Regions from separate parts of the Mus musculus genome. Here region 1 is linked to region 2. The links are chromatin contacts, called in public HiChIP or PLAC-seq maps. All regions are on one chromosome and are shown on one strand. The core of a region is the stretch at or near the end of the contact, and the rest is flanking DNA. Distances in the headings are between cores, read along the strand shown. Region 1 holds the start of Fan1 (FANCD2/FANCI-associated nuclease 1). Region 2 has its middle 36 kb from the start of Gm39023.

Region 1 (2,780 bases), core at 74-2,573, 560 kb after region 2:
CTCTGCAGATGCAGGGGTGAGGGCTGGCTCCCCGCAGGAAGCTTTCTGGCTTTCATCTCCCGTTATTTTATTGTTCTTTACCTTCTGTTCTGAAGCATTCTCTTCTTTTAGAGGTGCACATGAATAAATGTTTTCCTTTTGGGAACTGTTCAAAACCTCATCTTTGTCTTCCATCTCTGGACAGTTATCAGTCAGGCTGGTGCCAGGTGTGGACGGAGAAGTCTGTGGGCACTGACTGGCTAGTCCCTCATTCTTAGCGAGTGATTTTTTAGCGTTTAAGTATCGTCTGGACAATTTCGATGTCAGACTTCCCAAAGGCATAATTTCTACACTCTGATTTGGAAGCTCATTTTGATCTTTGGACACTAAGGCATCTTTAAAGTAGGGACTGGTCTGCTGTTGTATGCCCAGTTTTGAACCACATTGGACAGAAATTAAACTTCTCTTTGGTGGTGATAATTTCTGAGGTGTCACATTCTCTAAAGGACCACTGGGTAAATCTGATGTAGGCACAGTTGGACTCATTAATCCAGCCTGAGCAGGCTCTACTTGAACGTCATCACCAACACCGTTGTTAGCACAAGACTCATCAAGGTGCCGAATGAGGTCATACCTGGGCACCATTTTATGACAAGTTGAACATGCAAGTTTAGCAGGTGGTGCACTGTTAAAATACGAAGTAATCGAATGACACTGGCTTTTTGCAGTTTTGCTGGTAGATAAGCTTCTACGGGGTCTTTTTTGATCAGGTGATTTCCTTTGTGACGGCATGACTATTAGAGAAAGTGGGCGACCCAAGAAGAAAATCAGGTCATCTCAGGTAAGGACCGAAATGTTTTACTTTCATTCACTTGGCTTGAATTAGTAAAAACAACAACAAAAAAAAAGGGTCCCTGCTACCTCCTCATCAGTTAATACAGCGGCCACCCCAGGTGAAGGACCCTAAAGGGTTACTTTTACTCTCGCCGTGAACTAATACAAAGTGAAATAGCATTTGATGTCGTTATTCGTTCAACTTCTTCCTACAAAATAAAATACATGAGTTAAAAATATTTTTATACATTTACGGGGTCGGCCGACAACTGAAACGTAGAATGGCAACTTCTGGAACGAGAACCCTGAAGTGGATACAGATCGGAGCGGACCTGCAGCTCCGCGCATGCTCTGTGTCCCTCGCTTCGGAAGGACCAAGCTGCACTTACTTTCAGGGCCTTTCTAAGAACCGTTTGTCTTAAAAAGAGGACGCTGACTCGCTCAGACTCCCCTGAACTCACTGCAGCGGAACAGGCTGAGTCGCTCTCAAAGGGCCACAAGGCGGGCAGTCGCTCTGCGCAGCCCGGACCAGCCAGAGCAAGGCGCTACAGGCATCCCCAGCCGATCCCCGCGTCTTCGCTCCAAGGCTCAGCTAGTGGAGGACAGAGTGATCGAGCAGAAGGCGGACCAAAAGAGAAATGGAGTGTGTAGACTGAGGAAACTGTGACATGATTGTACTCTACTACCTCAAGAGCTTTACACTAAGGTAGCAGAACATTAACCGTTGTGGTGGTAATCCCTTTTTGTTTTGTTTTTTGAGTAAAGGTTTCTCTGTAGACCTACAGACTCACTCTGTAGACCAGGATCACCTCTAACTCAGAGATCATCCTGCCTGTGCCTCCAGAGTCCTGGGATTAAAGCCATGCCGTCATCTCACCCAGCATTCCTAACACAACTAAAAATTAATGAAACGCTATGATACGCTAATCATGATAAATATTTTATGATTAGTTTGACTTGACATGAAAGAAGGACCAGAGAAAGTTAGATGAACAGAGAGAAAATAAATAGAAAAACCAAATAAATCAGGTCAATAATGACAGGAAATGGTCATGATTAATATACTTTAAAGGTAAAACTAGTCCGATTAGACTTAAAATGTAGTTCCTAACTATGTGCACATACAAGAGCCTGGTATAGCAAATTGTTAAAATTTCCACAAAAATACAAACTATGTAATAGTTAAATCACTGCTAAAACTAACACCTTAAAGTGTGGGGAGATGAGATAATTACTCAAAAGTATTTATTCAGAGGAAAAAGATAAATCCTATTTTGAATAAAATTTAGGATGTTTTTGGGCGTGGTGATACACACCTTTAATGCCAGCACTTGGGAGGCAGGAGCAGGCGGATCTGAGATGGAGGGCAGCCTGGTCTACAAGGCTTCTTGTGGCTGCATAGTGTGACTCTGTCTCAGAAACAAACACCAACTTGGGGAGATTTTTAAATGTCCTATTAGTGGGGCCATAGTCAGAGAATGGCCCCCAAACTCATGTGTTAAAATATAATGGCTGGGACTGAAGAGATGGCTCAGCGGTTAAGAGCACTGACTGCTCTTCTGAAGGTCCTGAGTTCAAATCCCAGCAACCACATGGTGGCTCACAACCATCTGTTAGGAGATCTGACGCCCTCTTCTGGGGGTGTCTGCAGACAGCTACAGTGTACTTACATGTAACAGTAAATACATCTTTGGGCCGGAGCAAATGGGACTGAAGAAAGAAGAAAACGTAATGGACAAAGGGGAAAATGTTGGCGTATTTGTTGTATTACATCATTAGGTTCTCATATCTTTACCTCAGTTCCATCTCTTATTCCACCCTTCTCCCTTCCACCTCCCTAACGCTAGGTAGGAAAGAATATTAGAGGGGAAAGGAGGCATAGACTTCTATAGGCTACTTTCTGTTGCTGAGGGTCGTCCATCCTTCTTCATCAGAGTATCCAGCAGTCCAGCAAACCAGCAATTCAG
Region 2 (2,700 bases), core at 131-2,630:
GTGCTGGGGGCCCTTGAGACCCCACAAGCACAGTGCTTTTGAGACCCCACAAGTGCAATTTGTGGTTTTATTTGCCAGACCTCAGTGTGAGACCCAATCAGAACCGAGTGCTGGTTCAGTGGATGAATGTCAGTAAAAAGGAGAGTGTTTCAGTCAGACAATCTGTAATTCTGTGGGATGGGTGTTGGCTCATGCTAATGATATCAAGTGTACACACACACACACACACACACACACACACACACACACACACACGTGTGCGCACTCACTCAAAAATCACCATACATGAAAAATGTGTGAAGTACAATTAATGTGTTGATTGTCGCCGGGCACGGTGGCATATGCCTTTAATCCCAGCAGTCGGGAGGCAGAGGCAGGTGGATTTCGGAGTTTGAGGCCACCCTGGTCTACAAAGTGAGTTCCAGGACAGCCAGGGCTCTACAGAAAAACCCTATCTTGAAAAATACCCCCCGCCAAAAAATTCTGCTGATTGTCTACCTCCAGCGTAGCCGCACGCACTGCACAGCGATGACTGACTGTTTCCTCTACTGGTCTCTAGTTCTTAGATGTGTCAGCTCAAAGCCGGGGCCCAGCATCATGAAAAGGGATTGTAGTATATACCACTAGCCTGAGAAAAAGTCCAAACTCACTATTCAGTGTATGGTTTCTATTGAATACACACCAATTTCACACTATGGCTTAGTCAAAAAGTCCTGTCAGGCCACTGGCATGTGTATGTACAGACATCTACAGGGACAGACAAACGTGCACACATGCCAACGGAAAGTCATCACCTGTAGGCTGAATACAGATTTTTCTTGAAACTTGTATCATCTTGTAGACCATAACACGTAGTGTGTGTGTGTGTGTGTGTGTGTGTGTGTGTGTGTGTTTATATATGCACATATGTGTATAGGTTTTCCAGGTAACTTGTATTACTTCTGGTGCGTCCGCTGCTGAGCAGCCCTGTTCACTCCAAGAGAAAGAAAATGTTAATAAACCGAAAGCGCCCTGGCTTCTCAGGAAATAAGCTGGCAGGATTTTTAGTAAGAGCAGGATCTGAGCCAGTGTTGAAGGGCCTATGAACTGACTGCCGGAAGGGCTCAGGCGTGGGAGGCAGGAAGTCAGTCTAGCCTCTCTGCCTTTGACGCCCTAAGCAGTTTGGCCTTCTTAAGCAGTTAGTTACCTGTAAAATAATCAGAGCCAGCTCCTGTGACCTGTCTGTGATGAAACTGCCTCATACGAGGATCCAGACGTGACGCCAGGGCTCTTCCTCACTCTCACAGTCAAAAGCTTTCACCTTACACACTAGCCCAAGCTGTTCCCACAACCCTGTGACAAAGTCCCTTTAGCAGCAGCCCCATTCTTGTGCCCTACAACACACCAAAGGACTACCACAGACAAAAACCTTGAAACAAAAAAACACCAGGGCTGAGCCCACCCCCTTAGCATGTATAAGATACACACAGGAAGGAAGTGGCTGGCTGATTCAAGGAGGCAGGGCTACAATGTCTCCAGGAAGGAATATTTTCCAACCAGTTCACCCTGCCTGTGGTTTTGAACAAGATTTCAGACATAGCTCTAGCCAGTCCCCAGCCCCCTGCTGTGTCGCTCCTGGACCCTCCACCAACATGGGCAGCAGCTGCTGTCTAGACACAGCAACAAGGGTGGGTGCCCATGCAGGAAGTCATCCAGCAGGCTGCTCTGCTCAATGGTCTTGGAGTTGGAAGCAAGCAAGAGAGGCACAAGCTGCTTGTGGTGGGAGCAGGAAGGGCCAGGCCCTGCCTGGTGGGCAGGGAAGAGGACATTCCCCCCTGCCTCTTGCTGGGTACTCCCGGAGATGACTCATCAGCAAACCTGTTTTTGGTTTCTGCTCATAACTAGCTCCAGGTCTCAGCAGATCCAGCTCTGAGCTCCAGGGTCTCTCCAAACAGGACCCTCCCTGGATTGGAAGTTTCTTCTCTGTGTCTGTGACTGGGAGGGCTTACAGGAAGGATCCAGTTCTGAGCTCTTCCATCCCCTGCCCTTCTGTGTCCAAAGCTTCCCCTCTGTTAAAGCTCTTGTTGCAGGGTAGGCAAGAACACTGGGGCACTTCCCACTCTGCCATGGACACTGGCACTCTGTCCTTCCTCCCTGTCCTCTGCTCACGTCCTATCTGGTGTCAGCTTTAGCAACTTTCTGGACTCTCCAGATGGAAAGTCCCTCTTTCTTACTGCCTCTAATCTGACACCATAACCAATGGCAACTATGTATCCAGCCATGTGAGTCCAACTGAGTCACTTCAACTTGCTGAGCTTCAGTTCTACATCTGTAGGGTAGGCATGTTGAGAGATGCCAACAGAGATGAAGCAACCATTGTGAAGCAAGGAGCTGAGCACCTAGAGCTGGTCCAGGACCCTGGTAGACACTAACACCAGGGCAGAGGGTGCTGAGTGATCTTTTTTCCAGGCAGTGGCCACTCCCCCCCTTCAATCAGATTAGCCAGTTCCCCCACATCTCCACCCACAGTCTTGCCTGCATATGGTAGGTCTGACATGTAGTTGAGGGCCAGCAGACTCCACGTAGAGGAAGGCAGCCAAAACCCCAGAAGAGCCAACAACCTCTCCCATAGAGAAGAACAGATAGAGAGCAGATGGAGCCTTTACTGTTAGGGGCTGCCTGGGCCAGACACCCATTTCACAGACTACAGGTGCCAGTCAG

The links. HiChIP or PLAC-seq counts read pairs in DNA pulled down with a chosen protein or histone mark.
Region 1: a contact with region 2 is called in an H3K4me3 HiChIP or PLAC-seq map of bone marrow-derived macrophages, with 7 times the contacts expected there. The contact joins the promoter of Fan1 here to the enhancer-like site in region 2. A contact is called at or near these places in 6 of 39 promoter capture datasets (the 3T3-L1 cell line, the C10 cell line, the HPC-7 cell line and 3 more), 5 of 115 datasets of contacts at active chromatin or transcription factors (bone marrow-derived macrophages, double positive thymocytes, large pre-B cells and 1 more) and 3 of 9 other capture datasets (adipose tissue, liver and macrophages).

The regions. Positions count from the first base shown.
Region 1 is chr7:64,372,733-64,375,512 of GRCm38.p6, forward strand. It overlaps Fan1 (FANCD2/FANCI-associated nuclease 1), which reads right to left and starts at 1,324. Exons shown (of 14, transcript NM_177893.4): 1 at 1,203-1,324; 2 at 1-1,022. The coding sequence starts at 771.
Region 2 is chr7:63,815,076-63,817,775 of GRCm38.p6, forward strand. No RefSeq gene overlaps it. Among named protein-coding and RNA genes, the nearest start is that of Gm39023, 36 kb to the right of the region's middle. Within about 2 kb of position 1,381, at least 138 of the 459 cell types and tissues checked have an H3K27ac peak or open chromatin away from gene starts, as enhancers often do. A contact at or near this core is called in the HPC-7 cell line, adipose tissue, bone marrow-derived macrophages and 3 more, where this site is marked.